Linked DNA regions of Sus scrofa: region 2 is linked to region 1. The links are chromatin contacts, called in public HiChIP or PLAC-seq maps. All regions are on one chromosome and are shown on one strand. Each heading gives the region's core, a stretch centred on a gene start, on an enhancer-like site or on the middle of the called end of the contact. The rest is flanking DNA. Distances are from core to core; before and after follow the strand shown.

The links. HiChIP or PLAC-seq counts read pairs in DNA pulled down with a chosen protein or histone mark.
Region 2: a contact with region 1 is called in an H3K27ac HiChIP or PLAC-seq map of skeletal muscle, with 5 times the contacts expected there. The contact joins two enhancer-like sites. A contact is called at or near these places in 2 of 5 promoter capture datasets (fetal liver and liver), 32 of 47 Hi-C or Micro-C datasets (adipocytes, adipose tissue, alveolar macrophages and 18 more) and 2 of 2 datasets of contacts at active chromatin or transcription factors (alveolar macrophages and skeletal muscle).

Annotation. Positions count from the first base shown.
Region 1 is chr17:41,125,292-41,131,999 of Sscrofa11.1, reverse strand. It overlaps RPRD1B (regulation of nuclear pre-mRNA domain-containing protein 1B), which reads right to left. Exons shown (of 7, transcript XM_021078140.1): 6 at 4,501-4,676. Among named protein-coding and RNA genes, the nearest start is that of TTI1, 35 kb to the right of the region's middle. Within about 2 kb of position 3,244, at least 7 of the 83 cell types and tissues checked have an H3K27ac peak or open chromatin away from gene starts, as enhancers often do. A contact at or near this core is called in skeletal muscle, where this site is marked.
Region 2 is chr17:41,268,051-41,274,758 of Sscrofa11.1, reverse strand. No RefSeq gene overlaps it. Among named protein-coding and RNA genes, the nearest start is that of TGM2, 50 kb to the right of the region's middle. Within about 2 kb of position 3,273, at least 14 of the 83 cell types and tissues checked have an H3K27ac peak or open chromatin away from gene starts, as enhancers often do. A contact at or near this core is called in skeletal muscle, where this site is marked.

The sequences.
Region 1 (6,708 bases), core at 1,995-4,494:
CCTTAAAAAAAATTAAAAAAAAAGAGGAGTAACTAAATAAAATAAATGGGAAGATATCCCATGTTCACAGACTGAAAGACTTAAGATTGTTAAGATGGCAACAGTGCCCAAAACAGTCTCCAATTCAATACAATTCCTATTAAAATTCCAACAACCTTTATTGCAGAAATGGAAAGGATGATCCTCAAATTCACAGAGAACTGCAAGAGGCCCCAGTCAAACAATACTGAAAAAGAACAAAGTTTGAGGACTCACATTTTCTGATTCGAAAACTAACTATGAAGCTACAGTGATCAAAACAGTTGTGCTACTGGCATAGGACATATAGATTAGTGGAAGAGTCCAGAAATAAACACATACATTTATGGCCAACTGATTTTTGACAGAAGTGCCATTATGAGTAATGATGTTATAAACAGCTGTGTAAAAGTTTTTGTGTGGAGATATGTTAAGGAGGTAAAATTATGGGTGCCTGCCCCCCCCTTTTTTCTTCAATGCTTGTACAAATAATTTCTTCCTCTCTCTCTCCCTTTCACAAGCCCCAACCAGACAGAACATACCCCTATCATGCATTCTCCAAACTGACAAGACAGGAATTCTGTCCATCCTACTCTATCTATGGTTTGTGAGCTTCCATCAGTCACTTGGGATAATGGTGGCTGTTACCCAGAAACAAATCTTCCCTTTGCTCTAAAAACTGAAGTTTAGGGAGTTTTCGTTGTGGCTCAGCACTAACAAACCCAACTAGTATCCTTGAGGGACTTGGGTTTGATCCCTGGCCTAGCTCACTGATTAAAGGATCCAGCGTTGCTATGAGCTGTGGGTATAAGTTGCAGACACAGCTTGGATCTGGCGCTGCTGTGGCTGTGGTGTAGGCTGGCAGCTGCAGCTCTGATTCAACCTCTAGCCTGGAAACTTCCATATGCAACAGGGGAGGCCCTAAAATTACCCCCCCCCAAAAAAACCAAACAAAAACAACAGCTGAAGTTTAGAGGCTTTTCTGGTACCTTTGGTCTTTTCCTTTTTGAATTCATCTTCTTTTATATCCTCATTCCTCATCCTCACTTCTGTGCTGCTATTTATGCTTCCTTCTACATGCCTTCTTTCCCACTTCTGTTTTCTCATGTGCATGACAAATATTAAGCAGCTTTCCTTCTAACCTTGCCTAGAGTTTAAGGCCAATGTCAACCATCTCAAAACGAATCACGATTCTACTTAAAGGAAAAAAAAAGAAAAGTAACACAAAGGAAGAAACCTGGTTTCCATCAAATACTCACCTTTCTTTACTAATGTATTCTTTACAACCAAGAATTAATTTTTTAATGCGACCTAAAATAAAAACCCCTCTTCTTTATAGAATAAGGTTACATCAGATGATGAATATCACTCACAGAACAAATGTCTACTGAGGAGTAGTTATGTTTCTGACATTGTAAGAGCAACCAAAGAGCACATATTCCAGTGAACTTTGGAAGACCCACTGAAGGCATTACATTGTTAAAAAATGGACTGTGTGCTCTATAATTCTCTTATGTTTTAAATAAACTTCTGACCAACTTAATATGTTAAACTATTAACACTTCATTTTTTCTTGGTCTATTCTAACTTAAACACAATGAGTTAGAACAGTCCCTTACTTATACCATTTCTCACACTCTACTTTAACTCTTTTTTGGCTGCTGTCCCCTCCCTCCCCCAACTAGAGTGGAAGCTCACTGAAAGAGGGCGCACATCCTGCTTTGTCTGCCTCCTGCCTGGCATGAGCTTTGCTGAAGTGATGGATGAATAAACAACTCAACTCCTTATAGAGTACAGAGCCTAACTCCCAGAGAGGGGCTCTGGCACCCCACTCCCATTGCTTCAGTCTTCTTTCACACGTTTGTCTGCTCCAGTCTGGCTGTTTCCCATTTACAAACATATCTCTCTCCCTCAACTGCTACCTCCTTTCACAAAATGGCTTTACTGCCTGCCAGGAAGTTCGGACTTAACCTTAAACCACAATCATAATTGCCAATTGTCTCCTTGATCCGTATTATGTACAATCGCTTGGTTTGGTTTTATGTTCACCCATGCTCTTTATTCAAGAATATGACTTCCTTGAGGGCAGAAACACAATCTCTCTGTGAGCCATAACTGTCTTCTACATCCCAGGGTCTGAATCATCCTAGACTCTTTGAATCATTATACTCCTTTCCACAAAATTTAGACGCTACCGAAAGATCTAACAAAAAACTCTCAAGGGAAAGAACGAAAAGGTATGCTTGTTAAATAAGGAAGACATAGACTTGACAAAAACGAACAAAAAAACCTCAAGTGTTAACAAATTAGAACTTTGGGAAGAAAAGAGACTCTCAAGTAAATAACTACACTTCCAGAGTTCTGAGAGTTCCATATTTATACACTAACAGTAGTGAAAAGATTAAAAAATAAAAGCAGATTTCACTAACATTCTGATGTATCAGTTTTAAAACAAGGATTGGAAGTGTTAAAAAATAAAGATATGTTGATAGTATACTTTATACACTGTCTTCATCAATAAGAGACTTTTGGAAGATTTAGAAGAATTCACAGTAATAATGCAACTTTCAAGTGGCACCAACTTAGCAAGTTTTATCAGCACCATAAAGATATAATGGAATTAAGACCACTCTATTATGGAAAGTGAGAGAAAAATCTTAGATTCTAGGGAACAGACCGTTCATACTTTTAGCATACATGGATAAAGAAAGAATTAAAGCCATCTCTTAACATCTTATATCTAGAGGATGATTTTTTAAATGCAGCAAATTTAGCTCCAATTTTACAATGAACAGTTTTGCTTGAGTGGCGATAAGACATGGTTTGGGATAAGAACCATTCAGAATCTGGCCTTTGCAGTGGTGGGACACACCTGTTCTGAAATTAAAGCAATGGAATTCCAATACCCAGATGAGTAAAGAAATTTGGGTTGGAAAGCGGTAAAACAGACTTGAATCTCTGACCCGTATCAATGACCTCTTGTGGCAATCTAGCAGACCACCGGTTCTACAGACACCAGAAAGATCCCCCAAGAAAAAGATGGAGGAAAGTGCAACTTGGAGAAAGGGAGACAAAGAGTTAATTCACTCTGCCAACCCAATCTCCTTCTCAAAGTCTCTGTCCTCTATGGTAGCTTGCCACGTTCCACCCAACAGCAGCTGCTCATGATAATCAATGTCTGACAGATCAGAGAAAGCCCTTAATGTGTCGCCAAGGGGCAGTTCAACAGATGGCATGGTGACTTACAACCAGAATCATTAATTACACTCTCTTATTAGTCCCAGGGCACAGTGCTGAAAATGCTTCCTCAGTGAAAGACGGGCATTTCAGATAAATGACCGTCTGGTACTGCCTGTGAAACTCCCTTTAGGATTTCTGGTCAGTGTCGATTTCTAAATCTGAGCCGTACTATTTTTACAGCCGTTTCCCAGCTTCCACTTTCAAGCTGGCTAGGAATATGAAGTTCCCACTACCACTACCCATCACAGCTCCTGTAATCATTGCAGGTAATGACGTGGTAAAAAGTGCCCATCCTTCATTTCCCTGCACAAGTCAGAGGAAAGGCAAATACAATCCTGTCAGCCCCTGAGAGAGCTGCATTCCCCTCCCCTCCCTGGTTTACTCTGCTGTTTCTTGTAATAGGTGACTGATTCTCCAACTCAAACCTGTTTTCCCTTCCTGTACCACTGGCTGCAACTCTTCTCCATGTCTCTTTGAAAAAAAGAAGAGTAGACACTCCTAAAAAGGAAGCCTAGCAGCTTGAAGCAAGTAAAAGTTCCCCAATGTCCACCCTGAAGATTCAGTTATGGCAGAGGACTAAGCACTGAAGATAAACCACCATGTAATTAATTAAGAAGCCAAGAAAAATGCATGGAGAGAAACTAGTTCTGAAGCCCCTCCTCAAGGGCACTCAGACAATGTCAACTCAGGGTAGAAATTTGTTCTTTCTCAACAGTTGGAGAATTGGGCTCCGTGAGCATTATTATGTTTATGTGGAATTTTAGAACAGACTGCAGACAGAGCTTGGAGGCAGACTACTTATTGGTCTTAGCAGGGATACAAGATGGATATAAATCTCGATATAAGCCAAAAGAAAGAACATTTTACCCATTTCCTGAATATTACCAAACAATCATTCTTTGGCTTTGCTGAGTGTCTCTTTACCTCAATCCACAACTTTTTTTTGTTTTTTGTTTTAAAAAAATTTCAAATTAAAGCAACAATAAGACCCTCAATGCTGTGATTTCAGACTTCATTGTTTTCTATATTTCCATTTGTTCTTTCCTGGATATATAAAAACATGACCTCAATTTTCAACTACATTCAAGTAATTACAACATCTGATGGATATTCTCATCTCGTGAATCTTTTTTTTTTTTTTTAAAGAAAAAAAGATGTTATTAAGGCATAATAAAAACCTCCTAATGTAGGCTATAGGAAAGGAAACTTGGGAAGTCTGGGTCTGCCTTGCAAGGTACTCACTTCTAGTTTTTTCTCCTTTTCTGACAAAACATCTTTCTGGTTCTGGGTGTATTCCACCAACATCCGAGCCAGCTGGCGTCGGTCTTCCAGTTCTGCCGCCAGGCGCCCGTTATATTCAGCTAGTAACAGACACGCTTCATCTACTGTTTTTGAAAGACGTTCAGCTGCCTCTTTGTCTAAGCACAAATGAGACCAAAAAAGAGAGACAATATACATATTACACAGGCGTAAGTGCAAACATTTTTGGGGGAGTAAGCAGTTTCTCCTCTGACATACAAGTCCAAGAATAAGCCAGAACCTGTAGACAAACAATGGACTGGCCCAAAATCCAAAGATCGCTCCTGTCAAGAAGACAGGACATTTCTGAATTCCCTTAAGTGAGGCAACTGTTCAAAGGGGAATCTGGCAAAGGATTTCTCAATGTCTATTCCTACAAAAGCTCTAAAATAAATAGAGATATTTAAGATCACATGTGAAATAATATTCGCCTGCCTCAGAAAATTTCAAAAGTACTTGCAATTGTATTGTTTCATTAAGTATTCTCTGCATAGCCCTCTGAAATACAAAAGCAAGCACTCATTTCTTGGGTGTGGAAATTAAGACTAAAGCTACATGACAGGATTGGTATCATGTGTTCTTCTGAGGAGTAGGACTCAAACCATGTCTCTAAAATGGACCCTTTTGATTCTACCTCTTATACTACACAAGCCTTGAACCTCCTTCCGCTCAGCAAAATAAAAGGTCTGATAAGAATAGAGGCTCTCAGATGATTCTGAATGTGACCTGTGCTAAGAAATACACTTGATATAAACATCATAAAAATAAAAGCAAAAGTTTTATAAGACATACTTTCCTAAGTGAATGTAGAGTGTTTTATCTTCTATCCCATTAAAAAAGTAAAAAATGTTGGTCATTACATACTAGACTGATTTCAGGTCCAATTAATGGGTTGCACCTCAAATTGTATGGGGGAAAAAACTGCGCTAAAGAATCAAAATAGGGAGTTCCCGTTGTGGCGCAGTGGTTAACGAATCCGACTAGGAACCATGGGGTTGCGGGTTCGATCCCTGGCCTTGCTCAGTGGGTTGACGATCTGGTGTTGCCATGAGCTCTGGTATGGGTCGCAGACGAGGCTCGATCCCGAGTTGCTGTGGCTCTGGCGTAGGCTGGCAGCTACAGCTCCGATTAGACCCTTAGCCTAGGAACCTCCATATGCCGCAGGAGCGGCCCAAGAAATGGCAAAAAAAAAAAAAAAAAAAAAAAAGAATCAAAGTGTAAAAGAGTACCCTTGGAAAGAAATGGTGAACAAGGCTCAACATCAGAAAATGAGAAGACAATGTATTTCAGAGAACTGACAGAATTAATTAGGTGTGAGTATGGTGAGACTAGAACTTTTAAGTGTGTATATACCTCATTTTAAAAAGGCCTTTAATGATCAAGTGAGATCAGTGCTTTAAAACAAGGCACTAGAGACTCCAGTAGTTCTTTGGACAAGCTAAAGTGAGTTACACAGCAATACAGATCCACTGCTCCTACGGATACAGGTCGTCAAGGTGAGAGCCTCAGCGTTACTGTAGGTAATGGGATTTAAGAATTCCCACCACAGCTTCTCGGGCAAACAGTCTTTTAGACTTTAGGATGCCTTCTCAATACACATACTGGAAGATGAACTCTAGACAGGTTCCCAATTAGGTCTGATGCCAAAGATCAGGTACTTCTAGGCTCCGCAGGGACAGGGAAACAAAAGAATGTTCTTGGTGAAGGAAGGGTAAGCCAAAGGGAACACGAAGCAAAGAGACAACGTCAGCACTGAGAGTAAAGAGGACAGCGAAACTCATTCTTCAAGATTGGTGGGAGGTATGGGAACAAGCTGCTGGGGTTGTGGTTGCTTTAGCTTTGTCACCGCCTCACTATTTTTTTGTAATAGTTAATTCATTAAAATGTTTTGGTGCCTGTGGCAGAAAATGGCAAGGAAAACACTAATTTTTGAGATTAAAAAAATCAATTCTCATACTCTAAGAAACTGTACAAGGGAGATATAACCCAGATAAAGCATCAATAATCACTTTACAAGCTATAGAAAAAGTGCAGTAAAAATGTAGTAGGAAGATGCTCACTTGGGAGAACTCACCTGTGGCTGGCCTCACACGGCCCCGTTACAGACAGTGGCCGTGAGTGTCTTTGCCCAGCCCTTCACTTGTGTAGGGG
Region 2 (6,708 bases), core at 2,024-4,523, 140 kb before region 1:
ACGAGCAGAGCCTATCAAAGGCAACTTCCTAAGGGATCCCACCCCAGTTAATTAAAATCAGACCCTTGGGGCCAGGGGTGGCTGGAATTGCATTTGTAACCAACTGCTTGGTTTCCCCCCCTGCAACACAGTGAGGCAGGGTACTGTTGGGAAACACTTGGGGTCGAGGTCTGAGCACCCACCCCCCGCCCCCACCCCAAGCCAGCTCTGATTCTTGCATTCCAGTCTCCTGACTTCTGTCCAGACAGGCCTAAGAATGCAGGAGGCATTTGATCAGCCCATCTCCATCTATGCCTATTGCCTCAGAGGGGGGGCTGAAGGCTCTTAAAATGCTGTTTCCATAGCAACAGCATCCAGCCAGTGGGGACCACAGGCAGGGAGCCAGAGTACCTGGGGTGCAAGGATGAAAACTGACTTCTGAGAGACTACAGCTACTGTGAGAGATGAGGGGGGCTGCGGAGGGGTATGGATGATCCAAGAATCCTTGGGAGGAAGGGTCCCCAAAGCTTTCTTATGCATCCTTCTGTTTCTAAAATGAGCCAAATTCTAACAACTTGTCTACTCACAGCAGCCCATGGGGGAAAGGAGGATGCAGAAGTGAAATATAATAATAATATTAATAGAAAATATTTATCCTGCATTTTTAGTGCCTGACTTGGTATTAAACCCTTTAAAAGCTTTAGAGGGCTTGTTGAATTTTTCACAACAATCCTATGAAGCCAGTACTAATTTCACCTCATTTTACAGAGGAGGAAACGGAGAGCCAGGGAGGCTTAGTGATGCCTTGCCCAGTGTCACACAGCGAGTGGCAGAGCTGTCCAGTGTCACACAGTGAGTGGCAGAGCCAGGACTTGATTCAACACCGATGCTTGGGACTCATCCTTAGACCAGCCTGGGTTGATTGCTGGTTCTTCAGTGGCCATGGGCCCATACTCAGAGGACTAGAACCCCCAGAGGCAGGCTGCTGTTTGGAAGAGATGATGCCCACATCTGGCTGATGAAGACATCGGCTCAATGGGCGAGGGTGGGTGCTAGGGCATAGGATCAGACGGGATTAAGATGGCAGAATAGAAGGACTGGAGCGCACCTTCTCGCATAAAAACAACAAGATTACAATCAAATGCTGAACGACCCTCAACCAAATGGACTGGAAACCTGCAGGCTTTGTCCCCTCAGCAGACCTGCTGTGCCTGGACAGTGTCATGTACCCAGGAACTCTGGCTGGGCGGAGCTCAGCCCTTTGAGAGTCCTTATCTGGCCACCTGGAGCACCAAGGGCAGAGTGGCATGGGGTCAGTCACACAGCTCTGGGGATAGAGGGACCAGGTTCCTACCCAGGGTTCATGGCTCATAGGATGTGAGTCCTTGGCCAAGTTAGGCTGCCTCTCTGTTTTTTGGTTTTATTTTTTTCTTTCCTTTTTTTTTTTTTTTTTTTTTTTTTTTTTTTTTTTTTTGTCTTTTTGCCATTTCTTGGGCTGCTCCCGCAGCATATGAAGTTCCCCAGGCTAGGGGTCCAATCAGAGCCATAGCCGCCTGCCGGAGCCACAGCAATGTGGGATCTGAGCCACATCTGCGACCTACACCACAGCTCACGGCAACGCTGGATCGTCAACCCACTGAGCAAGGGCAGGGATTGAACCCGCAACCTCATGGTTCCTAGTCGCATTCGTTAACCACTGCGCCATGATGGGAACTCCAAGGCTGCCTCTCTGTGCCTTGGTTTCTTCTCTCATAAAGTGAGAATCGTCAGACCTCAGAGGCTTGCCGTGAGTATTAGATGAGTTAATATGAGAAAAGCTCTCAGGCCCCTGGAACCTAGTAGGTGTTCATTAAATGGTATGTACTGTTTTACTTTGGCACAAACCCTACCAGCCCCTGATTTCATTACCCAGCAAATCATGGAGGAAATTTTTCCAGAGGACACCAAGGAATTCCCAAAGAATTTTTCACTCTTTGAATTGTGTAGATTCCCTAATTAGTTTTCTGGATCCCCAGTTGTCTCTCAAAAGCCAAAAGGAGCTGGTTGATTGACTTTTGCCCTGACCTGCCCCTGGAGGGGAGCCTGACGTGCTCCCCTCCAACCCTGCCCCCACCCCCCCAAAGATTCCCTGCTAATCCCTAAAGGCTGCACGGAGGACGCAGAGGTGCTGTGTCTGTGGGATCTTTTAAGAATGTTTGGGAGTTCCTGTTGTGGCTCAGTGGTAACAAACCCGACTAGTACCCATGAGGACTGGGGTTTGATCCCTGGCCTCGCCCAGTGGGTTAAGAATCCAGCGTTGCTGCGGCTGTGGCGTAGGCTGGCAGCTGCAACTCCAATTCGACCCCTAGCCTGGGAACTTCCATATGCCGTGGATGTGGCCCTCAAAAGAAAAGAAAAAGAAAAAAAAGAAGCTTACAGCCTGTTCTGATGGAAAGAAAACAGGGCTAACAAGACCTAAGTCTGCCAGCAACATGCCTGGGAATGCCCCACTGTGGCGGGAGCCCCCTTTATAAGCTCCAGGGATGGTGGACAAGGCGGGGTAGGAGGAGCAGGGTCTGGGCGTCAGGGACCTCACGTGACACTGTGGCCCTGCTGCCAGCTGCCTGCATGACCCAGGCAGGTTTCTTCCCCTTTCTGGCCCTCTGTCTACCTGTCTGTCTGTTCAGGTCATTGCGTGGATCCGGATCTTTCTCATCTTTGGAATCGAAGAGCTTTGAGTCCAGGCTTAACAACCTGGTGACTCCGAGCAGATGGCTGCCTCTCAGTTTTCCCCATCTGTCCAATGGGTTTGTCAAGCCTTCAGGACCAGGATGATAAGATCTCGGGGTCCCTGAGCCCCACACCGTGATGTTTTCCTTTCCAGAGGGGCGGCTGCTTTGTAAAGGAGAAATCCACTAGGGGGTGGCTTGGGGCAGAAGTAGGACTGAGTCCAGAGACGTTTAAGCACTTTACAGCTTACAGAGTGCCTTTTTGCCCCTCCATGTCTCTGTCTGATCGTCCCTACAGCCCCAAGGGAACAACAGTCATGCTCTAGGATGTCTCTGCTTCACAGAGGAAAAGACTGAAGACTGCAGAGGGGAGGTGACCGGCCCAAAGTCGCACAGCAAGGAAAGGACAAGAGAAAGGGACACCTTGGAATCTGGCTCGGGGTCTGGTCCCTGCCAGGCCCAGGAGAGCAAATGCCAGCCACCCTGAAGTGGGCACCCACAGTCTCACGTTTTCATGTTACCCACCTCAGACCCAGCCGGGGCAGCTGGCCGGTGTCAGGGGACAGGCTGCCCTCATGAAACAGAGATGTTCTGTTCTCTGCAAGCTGTGAACTGGCTTCCAGCCTAGAACAAACCCATCAGCCCTGAAACCCCACCCTCTCCCAGCTGCAAAATAGCCTCTGAGGCCAGAGCCGGGGGGCCCCCTAGAGAAAAAAACAAGGCCTCTTGCTGCATGGCAGGAATCCTGTGTCCCATCCCCTTCAGACTGGGGCATGATGGGGACCTGGGCGAACCACTGTACTTCCTCGGGCCTTATTTTCTCCATCTGTGAAATGGGGGGATTGGGATGGCCAGATGGTGTTGTCTGGCCTGCAGGACTCCTGGTCTGCCCTCCCAATCCTGCCTCCCTTTCTGTGTATGACCATCCAGCCAGGTGCCCAGGTGGAAACTTGCAAGTTGTCGTTGAACTTCCCCAGAGCCCCCAAATCCAGGCTGCTCATCTCTCTCTAATTTTCTGCTTCTACTTGACCTCTTCCTTTCCCAGCTGCATCCCAGCCTCCACCCCCTCTGCCCCGGATGGTTGTAACAGTATCCTTCCTGCTGACTCCTGGGCCCTTTTATCCATTTTCCACACAGAGAGGGATTTTTGCAAAATGCAAAATAAACCAGTCCCTTGGAGTTCCTGTCCTGGCTCAGTGGTTAATGAATCCTACTAGGAACCACGAGGTTTCGGGTTTGATCCCTGGCTTTGCCCAGTGGGTTAAGGATCTGGCATTGCCATGAGCTGTGGTGTAGGTCGCAGACACGGCTTGGATCCGGCTTTGCTATGGCTCTGGTGTAGGCTGGCGGCTACAGCTCCGATTAGACCCCTAGCCTGGGAACCTCCATATGCAGAGGGAGTGGCCCTAGAAAAGGCAAAAAGACAAAAAACAAAAATCAAAGAACAAAATAAACCAGTCCCAGCTTAAAACAGCTCAGTGGCAACGAGGACTCTCCAGATAGCCTCCCCCCGCAACCCATCGCTGGGATCCACAGAGTTCTGTGTGGCCAGACCTCCGCCCACCAGTCTAGCCTCGCCTTACTCCCCAATCTCCATGTTCTCTGAGTTTCAGCAACACTGACTTCCTTTCTGTCCCTCGGTCACTCCAAGCTCTTTCTGAGGTCAAGTTCTCCTAGAAGCAGACCTGGCAATGAGGATTCAGGTGCAGGCGTTCATGAGAGACACCACAGAAAAGGGAAACAGGACCTAGAATGGAAGGAAGCCGAGGCTCAACTTCAGACCAACTTCCCCAGCCTCTGCTTGATCACGTGGGGACCCCTGGAGGGTATTTTCACACCTCCGAGGCACTGCAGTCCTCTGCAAAACCTGCTGCATGAATCAGGGTCCAGGAGCCCAAGGGCAGCGCTTGGAGGAGGGTTGCAGGTGTGGGCCCATAGAAGATAATATCCTGGGAGTTCCCGTCCTGGCTCAGTGGTTAACGATTCCGACCAGGAACCATGAGGTTATGGGTTTGATCCCTGACCTCACTCAGTGGGTTAAGGATCTGGTGTTGCCGTGAGCTGTGGTGTAGGTCAAAGATGCTGCTTGGATCCAGCGTTGCTGTGACTGTGGTGTAGGCCGGTGGCTGTAGCTCCAATTAGACCCCTAGCCTGGGAACCTCCATATGCGGCCCTAGAAAAAGACAAAAATAATTTAAAAAAATAAGATAATATTCTGTATTATGAATATGTAGCAAACTCTCATCACTAAATTGTAACTTTTAAGAACTCCAACTTGAGGAGTTTCCATCATGGCTCAGTGGAAACGAATCTGACTAGTATCCATGAGGATGCAGGTTTGATCCCTGACCTTGCTCAGTGGGTTAAGGATCTGGAGTTGCCATGTGCTGCAGTGTAGGTCACAGAGGCGGCTTGGATCCCATGTTGCTGTGGCTGTGGCGTAGGCTGGCAGTTACAGCTCTGATTCGACTCCTAGCCTGGAAATCTCCACATGCTGCGGGTGTGGCCCTGAAAAGACCAAAAAATCAAACAAACAAAAAAACACACTCCAACTTGAAAATAGATAAAGGATCTGAGCAGGCATTTCTCTAGGAAAGATACATACAATGCCAATAACCTCGTGAAAAAATGCTCAACATCATTAGCCATCAAGGAAATACAAATCAAAACCGCTGTGTGATATCACTTCACAGTCACTAGGATGGCTAGAATAAAAAAGCCCAGTAATAAGTGTTGGCAGAATATGGAGAAACTGGAACCCTCATACATTGCTGTGGGAATGTAAAATTAAGCAGTTGCTTCGGAAGACAGTTTGGCAGGTCTTCACATGGTTAAGCATCAAGTTACCAAAGGACCCAGCAATTCCACTCAAAGAAATGAACACATAGGTCCACGAAAGAATTTCTACATGGAGTTCTATAGCAGAATTGTCATAGCTAAAAGGTGGAAGCAGCCCAAATATTGATCAACCAATGAACAGATAAACAAAATGTAGTGTAACCATACAATGGGGTATTATTCAGCCACAAAAAGAAATGAAGTTACTTCCTAACCTATTCTATAAAGCTAGTGTTACCCTGATACCAAAGCCAGATAAACGTTTCACAAGTAAAGAAAATTACCGGTCAATATACCTTATGAACATAAATGCAAAAATCTTCAATGAAATACCAGCAAACCAAGAGTTCCCACTGTGGCTCAGCAGGTTAAGAACCCAGCTGGTCTTCATGAGGTTACAGGTTCAATCTCTTGCCTCACTCAGTGGGTTAAGGATCCAGCATTGCTGAAAACTGTGGCATGTGGCTCAGATCCCACGTTGCTGTGGCTGTGACATAGGCAGTAGCTGCAGCTCCGACATGACTCTTAGCCTGGGAACTTTCATATGCTGCAAGTGTTACCCTAAAAAAGTAAAAAAACAAAAAAAATTTTAATTGAAAAAAAAAAGTACTAGCAAACCAAACACAATAGCACAGTAAAAGAATTATACAGTGTAACCAAGTGGGATTTATCCCAGAAATGCAAGGGTGGTTAAACATAAGAAAATTAATCAATATAATATACTACATTAATAGAATGAAGAGGGGGAAAGCATGATCCTATCAATTGCTGCAGAAAAGACATATGACAAAATCCAATAGCCTTTCATGACTTTTTTTGGTCATACCTGCAGCATGCAGAAGTTCCTGGGCCAGGTATCGAACCCACATCACAGCTGTGACAAAGCCAAATCCTTAACTCATTGAGCCACCAGGGAACAAACAAAACAAAATACAAAAACAAAAGCAAAACAATAGGAGCTCCCATCGTGGCGCAGTGGTTAACGAATCTGACTCGGAACCATGAAGTTGCGGTTTCGATCCCTGGTCTTGCCCAGTGGGTTGCGGATCCGGCGTTGCCGTGAGCTGTGGTGTAGGTTGCAGATGGGGCTCGGATCCCGCATTGCTGTGGCTCTGGCGAAGGCTGGTGGCTATGGCTCCGATTGGACCCCTAGCCTGGGAATCTCCATATGCCGCAGGAGCAG